2 separate regions of the Mus musculus genome follow, and region 1 is linked to region 2. Evidence: chromatin contacts called from public promoter capture Hi-C data. All regions are on one chromosome and are shown on one strand. The core of a region is the stretch at or near the end of the contact, and the rest is flanking DNA. Distances in the headings are between cores, read along the strand shown. Region 1 holds the start of Irs3 (insulin receptor substrate 3). Region 2 has its middle 2.5 kb from the start of Gm40349.

Region 1 (5,174 bases), core at 1,042-3,541, 460 kb after region 2:
GGGGGGAGGGCTGGCAGGGCAGAGAGAAGTTCTAGTGTTTTCTCTGAAGAGTCTGGTTCCTCGAGCATGGCTTCCTGAGGGCTTCCTAGGTGGTACAGCTGGAAGGAACAGAGCAGGCAAGGGGGCAGCAGAGCAGCTCATGGTGGCCTCAGGGTTCCTGGGTCCTGTGTGCAGGAGCTGAGCTGAACAGTACTAAGGTCTCTTCTTTTCCTCTCTTCCCTGACCAATGCCTGGGTCTCCTCACCTGACTACCTCCCAAAAGTTCTAGAACTTGATGCTGGCATAGCTATGTGGACTCTTCCCTGGGGCTGCTCCAGGAACCTCCAGGGGAGGGACCAGGTCCAGGTCCACATAGTTGAGGCAGCTGTCCAGAGACCCCAGCCTAGCACTGTCCGTTCCTACATAGTCGGGGATGGACATGTAGTCCCCAGAGAGCTCTGACCCTTGGGAAGAGCGGGGCTGAGCCACTGTGGGTCTCCATCTGTCTCTAAGGCTACAATGGGCACCCGGATGCCCAAGTTCAGACTCCCTGGCCTTGAGCTCGTAGTAAAAAGGCCCAGGTAAAAATCTATTCATGGGCACATACTCTGTGCTCTCACAATCCTCGAGCTGCTTATTAGGATCTGCCCTGGCAGGGGTGGGAGGAAGGCCTGGGGGCGCCATCCACATATAGTCACCTGCTTCTCCTCCCCCCATGTGGACATAGTCATTCCTGACTCCCATGGTGATGTAGTTCCCGCCCAGATCTAGTCCCTTGTAGGAGTGTGTTGACCCCATCCTTTCCAGGGGCTTGAAGTAGTCCTGCTTTGCTCGCTCACTGGGGCTTCTTGCTTGTGCTGCCGATGCAGGGATTTCATATGGTGTCGGGGTAGGAGCTGCAGGAACACTCTTTGGAGGATTTCCCTGTGGCGGTGGCTCAGCTTTGCCAGCTGCATTGCTCCCCAGCCGCTTCATGGCAGCCAGGACTGTCTCATGAATGCTTTGGGCCACCACTGCATCAGGAGCCTGCAGCCAGAGCTCACCAGGACCAATGGGCGCTGAGCGCCCGAGTTCCAGGAAGAAAAAAGAGTCTGCGTGGCCACAGCGGCGCACACTGAGCAAGGACAAGCGCAGGACTGGTGGTGGCGTTGCCCGGCTGTCTCTGGAACCTTTGCTTCCAGGCTTTCGCAGGAGGCTCAGGGCCCCAGAACCCAGGCACAGGCGATAGCTGCCGCTGCTCAGGCCTTGTGCTCTCCCCAGCCCCTTGGACCGCAGTGTCACAGGCCAGACGTCCTGGAATGGGGCGAAGATCCAAGACTCAGGGGCCTCTTGGGGACTGAAACCTGGAGAGAATTGGCAAGTCACCGGGAGGCAGGGGTTGGGGTCACCGGGTCCCAGGTGACCAAGACGTTTTATACGTCTTTTTTTTTTTTTTTTTTTTAGCTTAAGATTTGAACCTCAGGCCGGGCGTGGTGGCGCACACCTTTAATTCCAGCACTTGGGAGGCGAATTTCTGAGTTCGAGGCCAGCCTGGTCTACAGAGTGAGTTCCAGGACAGCCAGGGCTACACAGAGAAACCCTGTCTCGAAAATAAAAAAGATTTAAACCTCAGTTGATCTGAGGGAAATGGGTTCAAGATAAACTAAGTCGGCAACCCCCTGACCTCCCCGTCGCTCACCCAAGGCTCACCCATAGCAGTAGCAGCAGCGGCTGCGGCGGTGGCGCGCACCTCGAGCAGGGCGCTGTACCATGCTTGCTGCTCTGCTTCGCTGGCCGCCGCCACGCCCAGGCTGCTGTCGCTGGTATAGATGACGATCAGGTGGCGCTGACGGGCATCCGCGCGCTTGCTAATAGTGCAGGCACCCTCCAGGCTAACGGTACGCCGGGGTCTAGGTGGGCGGCAGCCGCTGGCCAAGAACTTCTTCTCGCTCTCGTAGCACTCCAGGCGTGGTGGGTCAGCGCGCAGCACGAAAAAGCGGCGGCGCTGGGACTTCTGCTTCCTCAGATGGCCACAGAGCCGCACGTCGGGCAGGCAGGGCCAAGGAAACGGTGAGCCGAGGGACACGTCGGTGCACTCGCCCCCGGAGGAGACTGTGGGGCCCGTACCTGCAGGCTTCATTTCCAGCCAAAGACAGTAAACTGTCCCCAGAAGGACTGATTTGAATGGGTCTGGCCCCCTGAGCTACCACCCGCTTGGAACAAGTAGCCCTGGGAAACTGCAGCCGGCCTAGCTGCCCTGCATCTCTCCACGCCCTCTCCTGACTTGGAGTGAACAAGGAGCCTGTACACAGGAGTGCGTGTGTCCCAGTGGCCAGTGACACCAGGACTCCTAGGTCTAAGGGAGGCTGACCTAGCTGGGTCAGCCTCCTTGTTGGAATCTCCACCCCTTCAAGTTAACCCTCCCACGCCCGAGTGCAGGAATTTGAGTTTAGGATTCATAGGCTAGAGTAGGAGCCCTGCACCGCTGGGACCAAACTTTCACAGGGGCGGGGAGTGAGGGGGGGCATCTCTACCAATCAGCTGACTGGATGTGGGGGTGGAGGAGTACCGCCAGAGGCAGCCCGGGGCAATCTCGAAAGCCAGAAAGCCAGGGTGCAGAAGAAGCGGCTGTGGTTAGCAGTGATGGCACTAGTAATTAGAAGAGTGGCCTGGCCTAGCGGGCCATCCTGATAGCGGCAGTTCTCCAGGGAGGAGCCTCCGAACTGAGCCTCTAGTTGTATAGGTCCTCAGTGTTCTTTCCTTTCCTACCCAGAGATGATCTTTGTGTCTTTGCTTCTGAGCTATCTGAGTTTGGGTTGATGGATACCCCAGGATAGGAAAACCAAACTAGATTGGTCTCTGGTAACCAACCGCACCCCCACCCTCTCCAGATTCCCACGCATGCAAATGTCCACTGAAGGATGTGTGAAAGAGGACTTAGTCTCTCAGAGACACCTTCCTCAAAGTGCCCCTGACCACCAGCCAAATGCCAACTTGAACCTGATGGTGGCTGTGGTCACAGGAGCTGGGATCCTGTGGCAGACGTCCTGGTGAGCCCGTGTATCCTGAGAGGTTTGGGTGGGGCTGGAGATCATAGGCCACAAATGCACATGCTTATTGGAGGCTGGAAGACAACCTCTCGTATTCCTCAAGAGCGATCCCTCTTGTTTTTGAGACAGGCTCACTAGAACTTGTCTAGTAGGTTCGATTTGCAGGCCTGGAAGGCCTCAGGCCTATCATATGTCTGACTCCACTTCCCCTGCCTGAGGTTACAGTGCATGCTACCACACCCAGCTTGGAAAATAGTACGTGTGTTGTACAGGCTGTCCCCTGCATGTGGTCAGAGGTCAGCTTTTGGAAGTGGGTCCTCACCTTCTACCTTTTTTTGTTTGTTTGTTTTTGTTTTTTCGAGACAGGGTTTCTCTGTATCGCCCTGGCTGTCCTGGAACTCACTTTGTAGACCAGGCTGGCCTCGAACTCAGAAATCCGCCTGCCTCTGCCCCCCAAGTGCTGGGATCAAAGGCGTGCACCACCATGCCCGGCTAGCCTTCCACCTTTTTGAAGCAGGGACTCTCTCTGCTGCCGCACTGTGTACCCCAGGCATTTAAAGATAGTAGTGGCCATTATTTTTTTAGGCAGGGTTTCTCTGTAGCTCTGGCTGTCCTGGGACTCAGAGAGCTGCCTGCCTCTGCCTTCCGAGTCGTGTCCTGTTGTAGTCTTCTAGCTTGCTCTAGAAGTGCTGGGGTTGTGATGGACTGGGATTCTACTTTCCATGTGGGTTCTGATGATCAAATTGGGGCCATTGGATCTGCACAGCAAGCACGTTTCTAATTAGACTACGTCCCCAGCCCCTTGGATATTTTGTTTCTCTACATTAGGGTCACATGGGGGTGGGGAGTGGTGTGACACATTCTGACAAAGCTTAGTTGACAAGTCATGGTACCTTAGCAGACCTGCCAATGCCCTAATGTCGTGGCCAGCAAAATCCATGTGGGGAAAGATAACGGTATACAGAGAAGAAAAGGCCAAGCCCTGAGACCCTGGTAGGGGACTTGGGGGAGGGGCTCCCTTAGGTAAGGGACCCATGTAACAGGTAAACAGAACCAAGACAACCTGGGTCGGTCGTCTTCTCAGCATAGTTCAGGGGCAGCCCAAGCAGCAGAGGTCTATGACCCATTTGTGATCCTGAATCCTAGAGAAATCACTGCAGTATGAAGCTGGGTTGGAATCCGTCCCCGCCCCAGTCAGGTTTCTTTGTGAAGTCCTGGCTGTCCTGGAACCCCCTTTAGAGGCACTCAGAGATCTGACTACCCCTGCCTCCCAAGGGAGTGCTGGTCTTAAAGGTATGCACCACCATTGCCTGTCTGGTTATAAACTGCACATCTTTGAGCCCCCTTTCAAATGCTACACGGAAAGCAGACACCCACTACCAACAGACATCATAGGTATGGGCCTTTCGTGCCAGAGGCCTGCCCCAGGTGCCTCCCAACCGTGCAGAGCCCCACCCAGAGCTGAAAGAAATATTCAACGTTCAGTCGGCAAATCCTGGAAGATGGCCCCGTAGATAATGTACTCATGCAAGTTTGAGACTTGAGCTGGGTAGTCAGGTTACACAGCTGGACATGGCCATGTGCAGCCATAAACCCAGGGCTCTCCCAGTGAGAGGGGAGCGGAGACAGGATGGTTTCCAGACACTCTCTAGCCTGCTAGCCTGGAGTATGCAATGGCGAGCAAGACTCCATCTCAAAGGAAACTGAGCTTCACTCCCTCAGGATTGAGTTGAAGCATCCAGGAAGGGTCTTTTCCTATCTTCTTCCTGCCTCCCTGACCCTGGTTATCTTGCAAACATCTGTCCTTGTGAAATCACATCTGCTGTCACAGAGGCTGCTCCAAATGTTCTGTGTCACTCAGCCCTGGAGTGCTGGGTAAAAGATAAAGCAGGAAGCAGCAGCCACCCAAGGACCTGGGGTGTGGACTAAGAGAGAGCATAGCAGTGTGCAGTAGTGTACAGAGAGGTGAGCAGTGTCTGGTGACGTGATACGCTGGGTACCAGAAGCCTGGCTTACCTCAGTTGCCATAGCAACAACTCTACCTAAGCACATATTTTATAGTCTTCTGAAACCTCAGCAACTCAGGAAGTAGCATATCTGGGGCTCTGCTAGGTTGGGGGCATACCACATCTCTATGGAAGACTCTTGTTAGCAGGAGTAGGAATC
Region 2 (4,861 bases), core at 1,935-4,434:
TGGACTATGTGCAGAAGTATCGGAGTTGGAGTTCGGAGTCTGCTGTGATCCTGATCCTGAGGGTTCGCAGCGCCTTCTCCAGGATGACACGTGGCTATGCATGCAGCACCACTTCTTTTTTGTTTTTGTTTTTGTTTTTCTTTTCATTTCAAGTTTATTAAAACTTTAGCAGTACAAATTATCCAGGTAGCAGATTATCAAAAGATCAACTCAATGAAGTCCACATTTTAAAAAACGGGGGGGAGGGGCCACAAACATAAAACAACTCCAAAACAATGAAAACAACAAATAAAAGGAAGGTTCAACAGTAAGTCTTCAAAACTTAAAATGTGAGACAGGAAGGAATTAAGAGTACACAACTCACTCATCCACTTTAGTCTTCATCTGTTCCAGGGCTTGATTCATGATCACATTTTTAATTTTTGTCACGTGCATGATCATTTTCTTGACCCTTTGATTTTTTATTTTCTTTTTCCACCGGGGATCTGGTCTTTTCGTCCTCTTGATTTTTTAATGTGGAGGACTTCACTTCATTGTCCTGACCGCTTTGCTTTGTTTTTGACACTGGACTTTGCTCTCTATCAGCCTTTTTTCCCCTGTTATTATTTGAGCTATTATGATCATGACTTTTAGAGTACGTTCTTTTCTCACCCTCAGAATTTTCTTTTCTGTGTGAACTCTTACTTTCTTGGCGTCTATATTTTTCTTTGTTTCTACTTTGACTTTCTTCTCTCTCTGAGCTCCGGGAATCCCTCCTTCTCCTCCTCCTATCTTTACTTCTCGATCGTCCTCCTGTTCTCTGTATCTATGGTACTCCTTGCTTCTGCTGTGATCTCTGTCATGGCTTCTGGACTGCACTCTTCTGCTCCTGTCCCTACTCCTGCTTCGCTCCCTTGTTCTACTGTTGTAACTGTGTTTACTTTTAGTCAGATCCCGTTCTCTACTCCTGGACTGTGCACGTCTATCCTTTTCTTTACTTTTGCTATGGTCATGTTCATTACTTTTTTGTTCTACCTGTTTGGAGTTCTCTTTGCTTCTACTCCTTTCCTGATCTTTCCCTTTAAGATCCAGTGGTTTTTCTGTTTCTTTAGTAGTCTCGTGATCCCTTTCTTTACTTCTTGACCTCACCCTCTTGTCTTCGTGTCTGCTGTGCTTCGAGTCTCGCTCCTTACTCTTGGATCTCTCTTTGCTCTTGCTCCTACTCTTGGATTTGCCTCTTTTCTTCACTTTGTTTTTGTTCTATTTATCATCTTTTTCAGACATGTGTCTGTGATCTGTTATTTTTTTCTCTTTTACTCTAACTGGGCTCCTTTGATTTTCTTATATTTCATTTAACTCACTCTTATCCCCTTTGATCCATCTTTCACCACTTGACACCCTCATTCTCTGAGCTCTCTGCATCTCTTGTCTCCAATGTGGAGGAGTCTCACTTCGTTTGAATCGATCCCTCGATCTGGATCTGGAAGAAGTTCGATAACGCCTCGGTCCTCTTCCTTTAATTTTCCTGCCAGACCTAGTAACTAAGAATCGTCGCTGGTGGGCTGGTGAGATGGCTCAGTGGGTAAGAGCACCCGACTGCTCTTCCGAAGGTCCAGAGTTCGAATCCCAGCAACCACATGGTGGCTCACAACCATCCGTAACAAGATCTGACTCCCTCTTCTGGTGTGTCTGAAGACAGCTACAGTGTACTTACATATAATAATAAAATAAATAAAATTTAAAAAAAAAATGGCTCATAAGATCTTTAAAAAAAAAAAAAAAAAAAAAAAAAAGAATCGTCGCTGGTATGAAGCAGGCTGGGAGTTAGGTGGGATTTCTCTCTCTCTCTCTCTCTCTCTCTCTCTCTCTGTTTTTCCTCTCCTTGTCATCGGCTTTAGGAGGACTTTTTCTCATTAAAAATCTATTTTCTGGTATAGGAGGGATCTCTTCTGGACAGAGAGTAGACTGGGGCTGTGCATCAACATTTTCTGCTTCACTTTCAGATGGGCTTTTCTTGCTTTTCTTTCGCTTCTTCTTCTTATGCTTTCGAGAATTTTTCCTATGTTTCTTTTTCCTCTTTCTGGATTTTTCTTCAGAAGCACTTTCAGAATCAGAAGACTCGGAGGAGGACGGAGAATCGGGTGAGCTATCTGAGTCACTGGTTGGGGGGGGGGGGGAAACTTATGCCTTTTCTTTTCTTCTTTCTTAACCTTAGACATCGGAATCAGCTCTCCACAACTGAGTATCCGAACTTCAGCAAATGGTTTGCTAGCAGCATCTGTTTTCTTGTTTTCAATCTCTCTCACAACTTCCTGACCAGAGATCACTTGCCCAAAAACAACATGGTGCCCATCTAAATGAGGAGTTGGTTTTGTTGCTATAAAGAACTGAGAACTATTTGTATCCTTTCCTCTGTTGGCCATTGATAAGAGAAACTCTTTGCTGAGTTTAACAGCAAAACTCTCATCTTCAAAGAATCCTCCATAAATAGATTCTCCTCCTCTTCTATTCCCTTCACTGAAGTCACCACCCTGAACCATGAAATCCTTGACAACTCTATGAAAGAGACAGCTCTTATAATGTAATGGCTTCTGAGTTGATTTCCCTGTCCCTTTTCCACCTGTACAAAGGCAGCGAAAGTTCTCACATGTTTTGGGATATACACTGGGAAAATAATTCAAAGACAACTCTTCTAGCAGGTTGATTATTAATGGCAATGTAAAAAAAAAAAAAACAAAACAAAAACAAAAACAAAAAAAAAAAAAAACCATCGAGGACGCTGGACCTTTATCCCCATGGTTCCAACACTTCAGTCTTTAAGTTGGGGGAAACAATAAAAACCAAAAATCCACCAAGGATGCCCGAGCCAATTGTTTTGCTCCACGCCGCAGCGCTCCTTCTCTGGGTTCCGAAGCCTCCAACACGAACCTAGCTCCTGGGAGCCAGGCCGCCGTCGCTGCGGCCATATTACAGCTTGTGCGGCAAAATGCGTCAGGGAGGAGGTGTGCGCCCGAGCACGGAGGGCAGGGGCTGGAGAGGAAGAGCCGCTTCCTTCGCCCCCGGGCTCGGCAGCAAGCCGCTGGGCCACCACCGGGCCCCAGGCCGCGCCGCGATCCCCGGGGCCACCCCTCCGAGCCCGAGCAGCCCAGAGACCTCAACGGAAACACGGTTACCTCCGCCCAGAGGCCCGCCGCGGCTCCGCCCCGCAGCACCATTTCTTATATCACATCTGCAGCAGCCAATCTTCACTGTCAGCTTGTCTGGATTTGGAATCATCTAGACACACCTAGACTCTTTCGGGTCCATCTTTGAGGGTGTTTCCAGAGAATTATAGATCAGGAGGGAAAGCCAACCCCGGGTATGGGCGGTACCATCCCACTGGCTGGGATCCCAGATGGAATAAAAGAAACTGTTCTTTCCTAAAGTTGCTGCTGTCAGGTCATTTGTCATAGCAACAACAACAACAACAACAACAACAACAACAACAACAACAACAACCAAGTAGGCTGTGGACATTTCTTAGTCAGCAAAATGTTTGCAGCTTAAGCAGTAGGACCTGAGTTTGGGTGCTGAGCATCTACATGAAAAGCCAGGTGTGGTAAAACACATCCTTAGTCCTGGCCCTGGGGAGACAGAACAAAAGGATGCTAAGGCCTTACTGTACAATCTAGTCAAAGCAGGAAGCTCCGTGCTTAGCAAGAGACTCTGTCTTAATATGTGTAGCTTAATCTTCTTGTGGAACTCCTAACAGAAGGAGTTGGGGGTATATCTGACTCTTCTGCCTGCTTTCCGTCCTACTGGGTTGCCTCATCCAGCATTAAAACAAGGGGAGGCACCTAATCCTATTACAACGTGATACACCATGTTTGGTTGATATCCCTGGGAGACCTGCTGTTTTCTGAAGGGAAATGAAAAGAGAGGAAATGGGAGTGCGAGGGGAGGATGGAGTGGAAACTGTAGTCAGAATATACCTTAATGTGAGACAAGAGTAAATTTTAAAAGTTAAAACAACAACAACAAACTTTTTAAAAGTGGGAAGTGATTGAGGAAGATCTCTATGCTAACCTCTGCCTCCTACAGACCTTTTCTCCCTCTCCTTCTCTCTTACACACACACACACACACACACACACACACACACACACACACACACCACGCGTATTCACAGAGAGAGTATCTGATATGGATGGGAATAGAATATCCGACTCCCATTCATCCACACAAGAATGAGCTGGATATATGACTCAGTGGTAGAGCCCCTGCCTAGAATACCTCAGTGAGGGGCAGGGGGCGTGGCTCAGTGGTAGAACTCCTGCCTAGAATCCCCCAGTGAGGGGCTGGAGGTGTGGCTCAGTGGTAGAGTCCCTGCCTAGAATCCCCCAGTGAGGGGCTGGGGGCGTGGCTCAGTGATAGAGCCCCTGACTAGAATCCCCCAGTGAGGGGCTGGGGGTGTGGCTCAGTGGTAGAGCTCCTGCCTAGAATCCCACAGTGAGGGGGCTAGGGGCGTGGCTCAGTGGTAGAGCCCCAGCCTAGAACCCCCCAGTGAGGGACTGGGGGCGTGGCTCAGTGGCAGAGCACTTTTTTTCTATCATAAATGAAGCCCTAGATTCAATTCCCAGTACTCTAAATAAAATAAAACAAAAACCCAACGAGAAAACCAACAGTAATCTGTCAGTCTTTTTCATGAATTGACAATTCATGACTTATAATTTCTAAAACCGTAAGCATTATTTTACCCTCTACCTGAATCGCACTGATTGGTCTTGGCACAGCTGCTGTGATAACTTTTCCATCAGGGCCTTGTGATGACAGAGAATAGCTCTGTTCTGCCGGCTGCTGGGTCTAACAGGTGACAAAGATGTAGATCTGGCTGGCATGGAGAC

The links. Promoter capture Hi-C pulls out the DNA fragments that hold promoters and counts their contacts.
Region 1: a promoter capture Hi-C map of hematopoietic stem and progenitor cells shows a contact between it and region 2, with 2.1 times the contacts expected there. The contact joins the promoter of Irs3 here to the enhancer-like site in region 2. A contact is called at or near these places in 5 of 39 promoter capture datasets (the 3T3-L1 cell line, hematopoietic stem and progenitor cells, liver and 1 more).

The regions. Positions count from the first base shown.
Region 1 is chr5:137,643,423-137,648,596 of GRCm38.p6, forward strand. Irs3 (insulin receptor substrate 3) reads right to left here and starts at 2,292. Exons shown (of 2, transcript NM_010571.3): 1 at 1,669-2,292; 2 at 1-1,322. The coding sequence starts at 2,098. The coding sequence ends at 265.
Region 2 is chr5:137,186,462-137,191,322 of GRCm38.p6, forward strand. It overlaps the pseudogene Gm20768. Among named protein-coding and RNA genes, the nearest start is that of Gm40349, 2.5 kb to the left of the region's middle. Within about 2 kb of position 3,185, at least 85 of the 459 cell types and tissues checked have an H3K27ac peak or open chromatin away from gene starts, as enhancers often do. A contact at or near this core is called in hematopoietic stem and progenitor cells, where this site is marked.